3 separate regions of the Mus musculus genome follow, and regions 1 and 3 are each linked to region 2. Evidence: chromatin contacts called from public Micro-C and promoter capture Hi-C data. All regions are on one chromosome and are shown on one strand. Each heading gives the region's core, a stretch centred on a gene start, on an enhancer-like site or on the middle of the called end of the contact. The rest is flanking DNA. Distances are from core to core; before and after follow the strand shown.

Region 1 (4,751 bases), core at 1,619-4,118, 1.2 Mb after region 2:
GCCTGCTCCCTCTCCCTTCCCAGGGCCTCTTGCCTGCTCCTGCCAGCTAAGCATCTTGGGCCAGAGCCACTCCTGAGACTGTAAGCTAGCCAGCCTCAGCCGAGAGGCAACCATGCTCCTGGCTCCACCTGCCACTTCAGGAGTCTGTGACCACCCTGGCACAGTCGCCATCTTGCCAACCTGACTCATCAACCTCTCACTTCCTTTTATCCACGCACCCCTTTGCCCCTCGAATTCCCCACAGCCAGCACCCTGCAAACTAAACCCTGGAGCTCAAATCTCTCTGGACTCTAGTTTGCACTACAACTTTACATGACTTCCCACCCCAACTTACTCTTGCTGGCATGCACCCACAGGAATGTCACTCACATGTTCAAGACTTGACCCTCAGTTTGGGGGCAAAGAGTTTCCAGTGCACATTTCTGCTCCTCTCTGAGTGTTCAGAACTCTTTGCATTGGCAACAAATCCTGGCTAATGACATTTTCAAGGCTTGATAGCTCTTGGTCCCCCTGCCACACACACATGCACTTCAGGTCTCAGTTTGCTCCTCTGCTTTGCCTACAGGTCAGTTTAAGTCCTTTGCAACATATGCACTCTTGGGTGTCACCACCTATGGCTTAGCAAGCCATGTGCACATTCATCTACTACTCCACTCCATAGCACAAGTGACATTGTATGTGAACACCACTGGTCGATTCACGCATGCCAGAGAATCATGTTACTGGGACCCTGGGCCCTGGCTCCGGGACCCCTCCCCACATGCATAGAGACAAGCAACCTCTCACCAGAGCGGAACTTGGAACGGATGATTTGGGAGCGCTGGGAGGAGGCTGCCAGGGTCATTGCCAAGGCTGAGGTGGAGACCTGGACAGAGGAAGCCAGAGCCACCAGAGCGCGGCAGGGTCAAAGTGGATGACGGGAGGCTGCCATTGGGGGAATTTTGGAGACAGTGTGAAAGGTTAGAGACAAAAGTACTGGGCCAGATCAGCTCTTTTGGGGGATGACTGGTCTCTGGGCCCTTGGGTCTGAGAAAGGAGGGCTGGTCCTGAACCTCCGGGTGTGAGAGACACGGGCTGGGGCCTGGAGCCCTAGGACTGAAGAAAGGTTGCGGCCTGGAGTTCTGGCTGGAGGGAGAAGTACTTGGGCATGGACTGCTGTGTCTGTAGAAGGCTTTGGGCCTGGAGTTCTGAGTCGGAAGCAAAAGGGCTGGGTCTAAATCCCTGGATCTTGGCGGTACAGGAAGGACCTGCGTCATGGGCTCCTGCATCTAAGAGGGAGAGCATTGGAATCTGGAGTTCTGGGCCTTTGAAAGTGCAGGAAGCAGTCGTCTGGAGTCTGAACCCTGAAGGAGGAGGAGATTAAGGACGAGAACTGCATGCTGTTAGGGACTAGAATCGAAGATTCTAGGACAGACGGGAATCAAAGAATATGACAAGTGTCTGGGAAACATAGGGGTCCCTGAAACAGAATGGGTTGAGTGTCATGCACGGGGCTCTGTGGGAAAGATATTGGGACCAGAAGGGGGAACCAGAACGGAGAATGAAGGGTAAAATGAAAAAAAAAAATCCCCATATCTACCCCAGGGGCTTCTCACCAGGTAGGCTCCTCTCAGCTACTCAGCTGTGCCTTGAAGCGGGTGGAGTCTCCCGGATTAGGCTGGAGACCTTAGGCTCCACCCCACAAGCCTTGGGCCGCCCTCGACTCCCCTTTCTAGGGCGAGTGGGAGTCAAGAGAGCGAGCCTTGGATCAGAAGCCCTGCAAGGACCCAGAAAAGGGGCGGGACACACACGCCGTGAGGACCGGCCTGGCTCACTTCGAGGGTTCCCTTACTATCTCCTCCCCCGAGTCCCGAGCTGTGGGTTGGGTGGAGCGGTCACTGGCGACAGACAGGAGCAGGTGCAGAGAGAGGGACCCGGGTGAGCAACAGCGGCAGGTGGTCGTGTTCAGACCCTGCCGGCAGGTGCCACCTGTTGGTTCTTTTTTTCCTGACACAGCAGTAGGAGTCAAGTTCAGAGGAGGGGAAAGTTCAAACATGAGGCCCAGACTCCTAGTTCTAAAAAGGAAGGGGGCAGAAGTCAGGACTCTGGGTCTGAGGGTGGTGGACGGAGTCTTAGGCCTCTGGTATGGGAGAGGAGAGCTGAGGTTTGCATTCTTGGATCTGATGGAATAGGACTAGTACCCGAGAGGTGCTGGGTGTTGGAAGTCAGCGGTGTGCACAGTAGGCAGACAGCATCGGAAGGACTGGGGGGAGAAAGCTAAAGTTTGGACTTTGTAGGTAAGAGGGAGATGGTGATGACCTGTTCTCACTGGTAGTACATGGGGTCTGATATTCAGAAGAACATGGTCCAGGCTGTGTTCCGAGTTGTGTGACAGTGCTCAGTACTACAGGGTCACATTTCGTGCTAGAGGGCAAGCTGAGGCCATGGCTAGAAATATCTCCCCAAACTCGGCAGACGCCCAACGTTCCAAGCACAGTCCCTGGCACCTTAAAAAAAAATCTTTGCTAAGGCCCCCAAATCTTGACAAGTGAGGTCAATACCACAGATATTTTTATTACTTCTTGGCATTCACATCCCAAGCCCATCTTCCCACTGTCCCATCGTCTACCAACCCAACAACTCAAACTCTCAGCCGTCTACGCAGGGAAAACTACAACTCCCAAAATGCTCTACGCCCAGGCGGGCTCCCTTTTAAGAAGCGATGCAGTTTCAAGCTGCGCGCGTTCCTTTCTCATTGGTTTTCAAGGTGTCGAAGCCACCGGGGGTCCATGGCGATGATTGGCTGGCAGCTCCTGCTGTTCAAGATCCCAGAGGAGGCGACGGAGCCTGCGCAGTTCTCTATGCAATGCGTCATCTGTCACAGGGCCGGTGAGGCGCAGGCGTGAGCTGCCCAGGGGCAGGATGAGCGGAGGGTGCGAGGAAAAACTTTCAAAGATATCCCCTGTGAGTACGAGGAAAACCGAATTAAAAACTCAGCATGAGTGTGAGGTGGTCTATCTCCTTAAGTAAGAAACGATGAGACTGGGTTCCCTGTGTTTCAAAGGATGACGGGAATTTTAGCTAAAACGTGTGTGTGGGGAGGGGGGAGGAGGTGACACATAATCCCGGCACTCTGGAGGCAGAGGCAGGTGGATCTCTTTGAGTTCGAGGCCAGCCTGATCTACAGAGTTACAAGACAGCCAGGGCTACAGAGAGAAATCCTATCTTGAAAAGCCAAGAAAACTAGGGAAAAAAGGCCCATTACCAGGAAAATAGGGTCCCAGGTACCCTGGAACCTTGAGGATGGGCTGGGGAACCTTGGGAGATTTCTGAGGATTGAGAAACCTATCCCTCTGTTAGTTGGGTTAGGGCAAGAGATGTGGAGAGACGAGGCTAAGAGATTAAGTCTAAGTAAAAAAAACAATGAAATGTTTGAACTCTTCTTAACTTACTGAAGGGGACCGCAAAGTAAGCAAGCCCTGCTACTGTTATAATTGCAGCCAGTCTTTAAGCCCTTCAGAGAGGGCATCTGAACCCTGGGAACTGAAAGTGGGAAGGGCTGGGAACAGGGACTCTTAGGTCTCAAATAAAGAAGACATCTCAATGTTCGTTAGCCCGGATCTGCACACCTGTGTCCACAGCATCCCGCTCTGCAGGTGGTGGGTCCCAGGCTGGTGGGGGACCACGGCCAGGACCCAACTGGTAGTGGCTGAGGAGATGGTGGAGCTGAGCTGGAGTCAGGGTGGGGTAGTCAGTCCGTAAGCTGCTCCATGAAGCCTAGGGGAAGTCCCCAAGTTAGACGTCTGTGGTCACAGCTGGGTCCCATAGGGCAGGCCAGCCATCCCAGTTTCTTAGGAGGTTGAGGCAAGAGGATTCAAAGTACAAGGCCAGGTTGGGAAACATGGTGAAACTCTTATCTCAAAATTAAAAAGTAAAAAGGGGTCTTGGAGATGCAGGTCAGCGGCAGTGTTTGCCTGGCATATGCAACTCTCTGGGTTCAATCCCCAGTACTGTAATAAGATAGAAATCAGTGAAGTGAAGGGCCTGGGGTGAAGGCTTAGCAGTTAAGAACAATTGCTGCTCTTGCAGAGGACCCAGCTGAGAACTAGTTTGCTTCCCAGCACCTACGTGGCCTGTAAGTCCCATTTCAGAAGAGCTGCCCTCCACTTCTGGCACGTCATGGTCATGGTGCACATATATACACGTGCAGACAAAAGTAGAGGCCTAGTGTGCTCGTGACCACCTTTAGTCCCAGCAACTCAGAAGACAGGGGTAGGTGACTCATTTGTGAGCTCAAGGCCAGACTAGTGAATTCCAGGTCAACCAGAGCTACACAGCAAGACCAAACAAACAAACAAACAAATGTGAGCTACCTGATTCAGTTTTCTCATCTGAAGAAAACTATTGATAATCTACTTTGAATGGGGGGTGTTTGTTGACATTATCATCACCGTTCCCATCATGCAACCAACGAATGATAACCAGCATTTTCCTCTGTCTCAAACCAGAATTCTGACTCAACGCATCTAAGAAATGGAGCATAGAAAACTCTTTCTAGCAAGTTCGGAGTCAGAAGCATTCAGCATCCATGTTCAGTCACTCTTGACACCGACTTCTGCGGCTGCCAGTGGCCCGTCATGGTGTCTAAGTCATCTCACGGGCTGGAGATGACTCGGGGTCACAGAGAGGCTGAGTACACAGAGCCGGGATAGAGATTCAAAAGTCAAAGTCATACAAAGCCGACCAAGAGTCACCTTGAGCAGGGAGGTGCG
Region 2 (4,762 bases), core at 1,851-4,350:
CGTGTCGTGTCTCTCCTGCAAGCCCTCCATTGGAGCCGGGCAATGTTGGCCAGTACCAAGGCTTCAAATAGGCCTAGGCAGGAAGCTCAGAGTAGACCATTGCTTAGCATGAGACCGTGCGGTGGGGGGAAGGAAGGACTCAATTAAAGAAGCAACACTCCAAGTCAGGAATATCGATGCATGCCCTTAATGGCAGTCAAGTCTCCAAGAAGGAGAAAAACAAACAAACAAACAAACAACTACTTATAGACAGGAGCCCTGTCTTAGTTAATACCTGCAGAATAATAGTATTCTGCAAAGCTAGGTGTGATGTTGCAGACGTATAAACCAACACCCAGGAAGATTGTTCCAAGTTTAAGGCTAGTTTGGACTACATATGAATCAAGAACATTGACTTACCCTGCCTCAAAGTGTTTTCTAATTCAGTGATAAAGTTGTAACTAATTAAATTTTAGCCCTATGATTGATAAGAAAATTAGATCCGAGATGGCTTGGGGGTGTGTGTGTGAAATCAGCTCCTGCATTCGTCTGCTGAGCTGAATTTCATCTCCAGAACCCATAAGGCAAGCGAGAACCAAAAATTTACCCTCTCACATGGGTGTGCTCAGTTATTTTTCCAAAGGAAAATTATATACCCCAGGAAACAGTGGGATTTGAATAGAAGTTCAAGACAACCTATTCAGTAGGATTTTAATTTTTAATCAATATGCACATATAAATTCCAATTCAAAAATCACTTTAGATTTGGGTATATAGGTCAATGGTTACCTAGCATGTTGGAGGCCCTAGGTTCATGTAACTGAGAAAGTAGAAGAAAAGGTATATACTTTGACGCTGTTACTTTGGTGGTTTATTTTATTTTATTTTATTTTATTTTTGGAGACAGCCCTGGCTGTCCTGGAACTCACTTTGTAGACCAGGCTGGCCTCGAACTCAGAAATCCACCTGCCTCTGCCTCGCAAGTGCGAGGATTAAAGGCGCCCGGCTGTCAGTTACTTTGGATAATCCCTTTCTTGTGTATCATTATGTTGCAAAATGTTTCACAGATGACTGAGTGTGTGCAAACCTTGATAGTTTTACATACAATGTGACAATGTAGGGATGTCCTCTCCCCCACACCCCACCCATAGGCTTGGGCCATGAAGGATCTCCACTTACCTTCATTAAGATACTGATGGCACAAGCCATGCCAACAGCACCAACCCCAACAACTGTAATCTTGTTCTGGGGAGCCTGCTCTTCCTTAAGAAGATTCACAATCAGCTGGTCCTTGAGGGTTGCCATCTTGGACTTTGAATCTTTTGAGACCTAAGGGGTATACACCGTGTGTCATTGTAACCTGCCCAAGGTATACTCACCAAGTCCCTGTATTTAAAAAAAAAAAAAAAAAAACGCTGACTTTGCTACCTTTGGACTCCTTTTCCATTAAGTGACAATGTGACAAAGAACAGAAGTGGAAAACCAAGAATAGCCAGCGCCAGGGTGTGGTCTGGCTCTCACCAGGAAGGCTCTCACCTTGAAATGGAAAAATAATACCGAGGTCTCCGTGTACGTGTAGCCGCCTGAGGACTTACTCATCTTGATGAACCCCAAAAGGGGATGGTATCTCCTCTTATATGGTTAGAAAGCTGCCCTCCCGCTCTTCTCCCATCACCCAGAGCCCTACAGCAAGTAGAGCGCCAAGTTGCTCCAGGAAGTACCAAAAATCAAGAGCAGAGGGCGCCAATAACGGCCACAAGGTGCGACCCCAAGGCATAGCAACGTGCTTAAGCCTGCGCACGCGCAAGCTTCCTTCCTAACCCCCCCACCCCCGCAAGAACCCAAGTTGTATGACCAGCCCAGATCCAGAAGACTGGCAGGCGGGGGAAGGCAGTGCGCGTGCGCAATTTCAGAATCAGGTGTCATATATATAGGTCTAGCGACTGCTGGCCATGGATGAGACCTCTGGCAGGCAGTTCGGCGTCAAAGTTTGGCCCTTACTAGAGCCCAAAGCACAAGCGCGGTGAAGTGGAGCTGGCAGCCACCTTAGCCTGGTGCCAGAGTGAGATCTCAAATGCCACTAACAGGATTAGGGCCTTCACCCACCAGGGCGGGGCCTCATTACCCAGGATGTGGCCGCTAAGGGAAATTTCTTCAGTTCCAAAATGGGGATACAATTGCGGAGGGCCTGAGGCCTGGAGCCCACTCCCACCCCCGCGATGGCCACCTTTCCCAGCAAGCACCATGTCTATTTTTGAAATCGTTCCAAAGTGCAAAAGGACTGGACAAGATCTCTGGGCAAGCAGCCTAGGGCCATCAAGCAGGAATCCGGTCTCCTTACAACCGCTGCTATTTCTAGACAGCCTTGTGAGGTCTCTGCTGACTGGGGGCAGGGCGTGGGGCTCTTCCCTCAGAGAATCTACTTCACGCAAACCTCAAGTCTGTGCTCTATTAGGACAGGGTGCCTCTACTTCCCACCTACGACCCGATGGGTGTCGCAGGCCTCTCAGCTACAGGTTTCCTCCTTCCGTCTAGGGTGCAGAGGAAGGACTGCGACTCTTCCCGCTTCCTCTCCGCACGCAGCGCGCTTAGCACGATCCCCAGTCACACCAGGAGCGAGCCTCTTAACAAAATGCGTTTAGGGCAAGAGCGCCCTATAATCTGCAGGAAACAACCACTCCACCGAGCCCACGCAAAGGAAAATGCAAACCGCACGGCTGCTCCGAAGCACCCGCCCCGGACGTGCCAAGGCTTTTTCGGCCCCCATGGGCTCGAGTTACGGGAGCTCAAGTTTCGCACCGCTCCCTCGCCCCCGTTCGGTGGCTCCCAACCTTCAGGCCAGCCACCCCTTAGTCCTCTTTACACGGGTCTCGCCGCCCCAGGCTGGGTGGGGCCGCCTGCTCAGTTCCCCAAAGCACAGTAGCCCACGCGTGCCCAAATCTGAACACCCTGCACCTCCACCCCGGATAGGGACCCCCTGTGCCGGCAGCGTGGGGCCCAACCGTACCGCTAGTGCACGATGGGGGGGCGACTGGCGAGGAGAAGCAGCGTGGCCCGAGCTCGGCGACAGTGGCTCCAGCACGCAGAGCAGCACGCGGGCGGGGCCTTAAATGGAAGCTCCGCGCTGACGTCAGAGTGGGAGCCCAGCGGACGTGCGGGAACCCACGTGTAGGCTGGGCCGGGGGCGGGCGTCCAGCCGGGCTAGGCGCCACCGAGACCGGGGCGGCGCGCGCAGCACGATGTCCCTGCAAGAGTGGCTCCACGTGTGCTGCGACACCCCAAAGAAAGGCCAACCCGACATGCTCCTCAGCCTCAGAAGCAGGAGCCCGAAATGCATCGATCCTCCGCCTCCTTCACCGGAAAACTTGTGAGACTCAGAAAAAACCCTGGTCACTTTCTTCATTGCTGTTCCCGGCGCCGGGAACAACTCCTGGCAAGCAACAGGCCTTCAGTAAATATTGTGTGAAAGCACATGCCAGCACCGTGCCGGTCTATCCGCCATAGCAGCCTATCAGATGGGCCTTTCTCCTGCCCCACTTCCATCTCCCAAACCATGGGGGGAGGGGGGTGCGGCTCAGCTTCTGATGGCTTGCCAGCTTACATCCATATCTGCCCTCTCCCATGCCATCCCGCAGGCATTTGTGTTTAGCCTTACCAAGGAGTATCAGGGCCCTTGCTTGTTTTCACACACCCCCTCTGCCTTTAAACGTCTTTCTAGAGGTCTCATTAAGCTGTGAGGCCAGTTCCTGTTCCTCTCCCAGCTCCCGATCAACCGTATGTGAATCTTAAGGTACTCCACCACTGATAGGATGTGAAATGGAGTTTGCAACTGCTTTGATTTCCTTAGTGATGGGAAGAACTGTGACTTTCAACCCTGCTCACCCATCTCCCCGGAAGGGATGTGTTCACTGCAGATTAAGGTCTATTACAGTCTTGAGCAAGATTTGAACAAGCTGGTTGCAGGGTGCTGGATATGCAGGGATCATGTGAGAGGGAATGAAGCTCACAGCCCCCCCTTATTTTCGCTTGTCTGTATCCCTTGTGATCTCTTTTATAACAAACAACAGGCTAGGAGTGTGGCCAGGACAGGGACACTTGTCTTGCATACACCAAGGCCTGAGTCCCTCAGCAGAGCGCAAATTTAAAAAAATTAAAAAGTCAAACAGTTGGACCTGGAGAGATGGCTCTGCCATTAATATCACAAAAGCTTGTAACTCCAGATCCAGAGGTTCCAATACCCTCTTGACCTTCATAGAGTCTCTCTCCCCCTATATATAGTTAAAATTATTTTTTTAAAAAAGTCAGAACAAGAGAAATGAAATTTAACTTTTTAAAAGAAAAAAGTGAAGGTGAGTTCTAAGAGACACCAGAGCAAGTAGCAAGCAAGAGGAAGAGGAGAGCCTTGTGGATACCTCAGTGTAGAGTGGTGAGGGGGAAGCACAGGTGGAGATGTAGTAACTACTTGTGCTTATGGTCTTAGATTGGGGGCAGTCCCATGGGACTGAACTATTAACCTGTGGAATACAGTGCTCTAAGCAGAATGTAAACTGGGTTATCAGATGCCCAGGCCAGGTTCATCTGCTAGGAAATTGCTTTGTGCGGAAAACACACGTGTGGAAACCTCATGTGCACACAAGCTCCTTTGACCCCAGAAGGATTCTGGGAAGGGATACTGTTTCTTCCCTTCCCTTAGACCCATATACCCACAGAATGGAAACTCCCTCTTTTCATCACCCTATACTGTGGCCTGTGCACCCTTCAGGGACCCCCTCACAGGTAAGGA
Region 3 (4,870 bases), core at 118-2,617, 1.1 Mb after region 2:
CAGGAGACCTGTAGGCCAGGGAGAGACCGGATGGGGTGGAGGGACACAGGAGGGACCCCAAGTTAGAGATATGGCGGAGATACAGAGAAGTGAGGAGACGGGAGCCGTAGGGCAAAGACCCAGGGAGGTGGGTACAGGCAGGGAGAGAACCCAGAAAAAGAAGAGAGGGATAAAGACGGGGCTTGGGGAGACCCAGAGAGAAAAGAGAACAAGGCCCCAGCAATAGAGGGTCAGGGAGACGGGGACCCGGAGAGGGGGAAAAGGCAAAAGTATACAGAAGGATAGGGTTAGGGGCCCGGGAGGGGATTAAGAAACACAAGCACAAGCGACCCAGAGAACGAGGATGGAAGTTTAGAAAGAAGGGTTTAGTGACAGGGTGGGTGAAAGGTTGGGCAGGTGAGAAAGAAAAAGTGACAGCTCAGTAATTCTCCCACCCCCAGCACCCTCATCCCCTCCCCCACAGTCTGTTGGGGCTGGAAGGGGCTCCACTGCTCAGGCACATTCCTCATCCCTAGTTTCCATGTGACCCTGCGAGGCCCCGCCCAAGCCCGTGTCTGCACCGTGTGAGCATCCGACACACCCCCTCCCTTCCCCTAGGACTCCAGGGGTCCAGACTCTGAGGCCAAAGGAAAGAAAGAGGGGTCTGGCACCTAAACTCTGTCCTCAAGTAGGAACACTCCAGGGACTTGACCCTTAGGCCCTCCAGGCGTCAGATTTGGTCCTGGAGGCTGATGGACTGGAAGACCTAAGTGACCTAATGAAGACTAGCAAAGATGGGACACCTAGCTGATAGGTGCCGTGGACCACCACCCCAACAGTTGAGTCCCTAACACAGTGGGACTAGAACTCACAGCTGGCCGGTTCTTTGGGCTTGCTGTTTCCCTGCAGAAGGCTCCTCAGCCCAAGCAGCGCTCCCCCGCCAGGGGGGGCCCCAGCCGGGCCACCCAGCAGCAGGGGGCCCGGGGTCCTGTCGCTCAGAGGCCGCGCCATTGCCGTGGACCTGCTCCCAGGTTCATGAGCTCATGGAGAGTCGAAGAGATGAGATGATATGTCAGTCACCCGCACACTCCAGTGGTTCGGGCGAATGTGTCCCAGAGTCGGGAGAGCGCGGCGTGCAAGCCTCCAGGATCAGGACGCTTCAAATCCTAAGAGCGCTGCGGGGGTTCAACCAGTCAGTTCTGCAGAAAGGTGCAACTCAAAGACTGTCCCGGGAGGCTCCTATAGTCTGGGCGAGTGGGTGACCAAATCAAGCAGCTGTCTCTTTGCAACTGTGGGTCCCCAAGGGACACAGGCGCGCGCTCCTTCTGTACCAAGTGGGCGAGTCTCTGGCTCTAGCCAATTTTGCACTTCTCGCAAAGAAAGGAGCTTTGCAATCTGCACCCAGAGGTGTGCACCCAGGGGCGGAGGAGGGGGCAGGAGGAGGTGGCAGCCTTGAGGCGTGGCCAAAGCAAACTTCTTTCGCGGAAAAAAAAAAATCTAAACCAAAACACCGGACGCCAGAGCGCGCGCCCCTCCTCCGGGCCCCCTCCCTCCACTTGGGCCATGCACCCCAGCCGCGTGCCTTCCTCCGGCTTCTGGCAAGAACCAATCACGTCTCGAGCCCTTGAGACGCTCAGCCAATGAGATGAAGGGATATGCCAAGACCCTGGAGGCGCGTGAGGGGCTGAACTTGTGTAGTTGCCTCGCCTTTTGGAAGAAGGCGGGACACTGACCTATATTTGGCCAATGGGAGGAGGCGCTGGAGGCGGGACCGTGACCCACTTCGGGCCAATGAGGCAGGAAGAAGGGGGAAGCACATGGCTTTGCGCGTGCTATCGGATGCGGGTGTGGGGCAAGAGGGGTACCTCTTAAAGGAGCCGAGTGTTCACAGACTCATTGAGGAAAAAAAGCAGAACATCAATTAGAGCAGATTAAGGCAGAAAGAAGTGGGCTTCGGGAAGGATTTTTTTTTTTTAATATCTAGATGTTCCTCAATCGCGACTGATAAACCACCGAGAAACCGGAAACATTCAGTCCTTTTAATAGCTTTGTTTTGGGGTGAATCCCCTCCCCTGGTGAGGAAACTCAGAACAGGCGGGCGTAATCCTCGTTGGGGAGTCTCAGCGACCGTGAGGACCACCGTCCACTGCAAAGGGAAGCACCGGCTTGAGGGGTGTGGGAGCTGAGCACATAGGACTCTACTAGTCAGGCTGCTAAGGGGGAATGGAATATACCAAGTTGGGGGAATGATCAGCTCCTGGACCAGACCATGTAGGGAGGGAAGAAGGCCACATGGGACGTGCAGAATAGGCTGGTTTGCATAAAGGTACATGGAGAGGATATGGTCTTCTGGGCTGTACCATGTTGAGAAACCAGACAAGAAACTAACCGATTTCCCGGGGCCGAGCCACAGTGGCAGTAAGAAAGACAGAGGGATTGTACCACGCTGATTCTCAGAAAGGGAATAGCAGAAAGACTACAGCTCTAAGTAGGGTCATACCATTTGTAAACAGGTGACCTGGACCGTACCATCTTGGCAAGTAACAGTAGGCAGAGGGCATGGACCAGTATGTAATTGTACCACAAGGAAAACAGGGTGTCAGGCCTTAGACTAAGCTGCAAAGAGGGGTGGGCTGCAGCAGGCTGTTCCATATGGAGAGGTGAGAAAGGACAAGGGATGTATCACACTGAGACAACCACTGGGAATAAGTGCAGACTATCAGGACGTGGAGAAGGAGGGGACACACTAAGCATACCATGCAGGCGGTAGTTGGGGCCTCGGCAGCGCCTCTCGGGATGCCGGGGGTCCCTGTTGCCCCTCAAGGCTCTGTGGGCCAGGGGCTGCAAGGGCCGGCCATTACCACTGAGGCTCTGGAAGATCTGGGAGGGGGGATTCTGGCTCAGGAGTCTCAGGGAGTGCATCTGCCTCAAGAGAAACCACGGGTGAGTGGACCGGGGTGGTGCTCAGGACAGGAGTAGCATGCACACACGGGGGTGGGGGGGGGTGGGGGTGTCAGTCACCTGGAGGGAGGTAATATTGAGAGCCCTGTCGATGAGGATCCAGGTGACAGTCTCAGAGCACGGAGGAGTGCTGAGAGATCCCTGATAGGTGATGAAGCCGAAGGATTCTGGGAACAGGAGCTCCAGGCTCAGGTCTTGAAGAAAGTAGGCATCATCTGCGCAGACATCAAGTCAGCGTAAAAGGGGGTCCCAGATAATGCACAGGGACTTAGTTATGTCTGTTGTCGTATGGAGACTGAATGTAAGGCTTCGGACATGCTAGGCAGGTACCACTGCACCAGGCCCCCAGCCCCTCACCGGGAGATTCTGACCAGGCGCTCGTGACCAAGCTGCATCATCTCCAACCACTCTTCCCTTTCTGTTGTCACCCTGGCTCTTGCTAAGTAGCCCAGGCTGACCTTGAACTTACTCTGTAGCCCACCCTCCTTCCTCAGCCTTCCTAGGAACTGGGGACGCCACCCCTAGCTTGGGGGACTTACTTTTGTAGGAGATTCGGGTGATAGTGTCCCGGTTGAGGAGGCGACTGAGGAATGGGTTGGAACTGCCAGCCACCTACGCAGGAGGCACGAGGCGAGGGAGACGGCAGCCCAGACCTGCTCCACAAAGACCCACCACCCCAGGCTAGCCTCCCAGCCTCCCTGTCCCTCACACCCTGGAAGCCAGTTGCCCTCCTTGCCTCCCTCACATTGACAAAGAGGCTGAGAATGGCCAGGCCGTTGGGGCCCCTTGAGGCAGCACTGAGGTTCCCATAGAGTTCTTGGTTGAAGTGGATTAGCTGCACCTGGGGTGGAAGAGGAGGCACAGAGAAGGGTTTCTTAGCGGAAGATTCAGAGACGATAGATGGTTTCAACTCTCAGGGCTTTGGTGTCCAGAACCGCACCAGGAATTAGTACTTAGGGTAGGGAGAGGCGGCCCTGAGTAGCAGGATGGGTTGAAGCATAAGCTAAGAAACCAGGGTGATCTAGTGTTGGAGGGTCAGGTGAGGGGTCACCACCTCAGCGGAGAAGCCTTCATGGTTGATCTGGTGTTCAGAGCCGGCACCATCTCGAGCTCCAAATAGCAGGCGCAGTTCACTGAGTCGGTGGCTATAAAGAAGGGGACCCCCAGACACGTTGACCACAGGTCGGGATGCAGGTAGGAAGGAGACATGGCGGCCAGTGTTGTACAAGGTTCCCCGGAGCTGCAGGAGAGGTATAAACTATTGGGGGACACAGGGAGAGGAACCTCTCCCATCCTCCACTCTTATTCCCCAAGTCCAACGATTATCTAATATAGCTTGGGCATCAGCTACTCCCCAGGCTCAGACCATATCTTTTGAGGTGCTTAACACTGGTGTCTTAATTCAGTTAACAAGTACTGAACTGCCGGGCAGTGGTGGCACACACCTTTAATCCCAGCACTTGGGAGGCAGAGGCAGGCGAATTTCTGAGTTCAAGGCTAGCCTGGTCTACAAAGTGAGTTCCAGGACAGCCAGGGCTATACAGAGAAACCCTGTCTCAAACAACAACAACAACAAAAAAAAAAAAAAGAAAGAAAAAAGAAAAACAAACAAAAAAATACTCCTAGCCCCGATTTGAGGTCTCGTGGGCAGTTATGGGGATTTGCCATAGTTTATGTTGTTGTTGTTGTTGGCTTTTTGAGACAGGGAGGCTTTGAATCGTCCCTCCCCCTGCCTCAGTCTTTGGGTGGTAGGGATGATGGTGAACTCCACAAGGGGGTGGGGGGCTTTGGTTGGCTGGACTGCAGGACACAGAGCTGAAGGCCGAGCAGGAGGACCGGATGGGAGAGGACAATGGTGGACAGGACCCCGCGAGCCTAGTGAGAAAGCCGGCCTGAGGCACTGGGGTACGGCGGAGAAAATGACGCTGGG

The links. Promoter capture Hi-C pulls out the DNA fragments that hold promoters and counts their contacts. Hi-C and Micro-C count contacts between places; a contact is called where the count stands out from the background.
Region 1: a Micro-C map of embryonic stem cells shows a contact between it and region 2, with 7 times the contacts expected there. The contact joins the promoter of A030001D20Rik here to the promoter of Ldha in region 2. A contact is called at or near these places in 1 of 39 promoter capture datasets (cranial neural crest), 1 of 484 Hi-C or Micro-C datasets (embryonic stem cells), 1 of 115 datasets of contacts at active chromatin or transcription factors (pancreatic cancer cells) and 1 of 9 other capture datasets (pancreatic islet).
Region 3: a contact with region 2 is called in a promoter capture Hi-C map of liver, with 3 times the contacts expected there. The contact joins the promoter of Dbp here to the promoter of Ldha in region 2. A contact is called at or near these places in 3 of 39 promoter capture datasets (the C10 cell line, liver and pre-B cells), 1 of 484 Hi-C or Micro-C datasets (CD4 T cells), 1 of 115 datasets of contacts at active chromatin or transcription factors (pancreatic cancer cells) and 1 of 9 other capture datasets (liver).

The regions. Positions count from the first base shown.
Region 1 is chr7:45,636,875-45,641,625 of GRCm38.p6, reverse strand. A030001D20Rik (RIKEN cDNA A030001D20 gene) reads left to right here and starts at 2,868. Exons shown (of 2, transcript NR_152217.1): 1 at 2,868-2,943; 2 at 4,488-4,751. Rasip1 (Ras interacting protein 1) reads right to left here. Exons shown (of 12, transcript NM_028544.1): 10 at 4,734-4,751; 11 at 3,609-3,756; 12 at 2,534-2,941. The coding sequence ends at 2,742. Mamstr (MEF2 activating motif and SAP domain containing transcriptional regulator) reads right to left here and starts at 1,649. Exons shown (of 10, transcript NM_172418.2): 1 at 1,596-1,649; 2 at 787-924. The coding sequence starts at 844.
Region 2 is chr7:46,844,142-46,848,903 of GRCm38.p6, reverse strand. It overlaps Ldha (lactate dehydrogenase A), which reads right to left and starts at 3,100. Exons shown (of 8, transcript NM_010699.2): 1 at 2,987-3,100; 2 at 1,159-1,308. The coding sequence starts at 1,284.
Region 3 is chr7:45,701,744-45,706,613 of GRCm38.p6, reverse strand. Dbp (D site albumin promoter binding protein) reads right to left here and starts at 1,367. Exons shown (of 4, transcript NM_016974.3): 1 at 852-1,367; 2 at 1-8. The coding sequence starts at 990. It overlaps Car11 (carbonic anhydrase 11), which reads right to left. Exons shown (of 9, transcript NM_009800.4): 4 at 3,995-4,180; 5 at 3,686-3,781; 6 at 3,480-3,552; 7 at 3,001-3,155; 8 at 2,736-2,901; 9 at 1,943-2,125. The coding sequence ends at 2,100.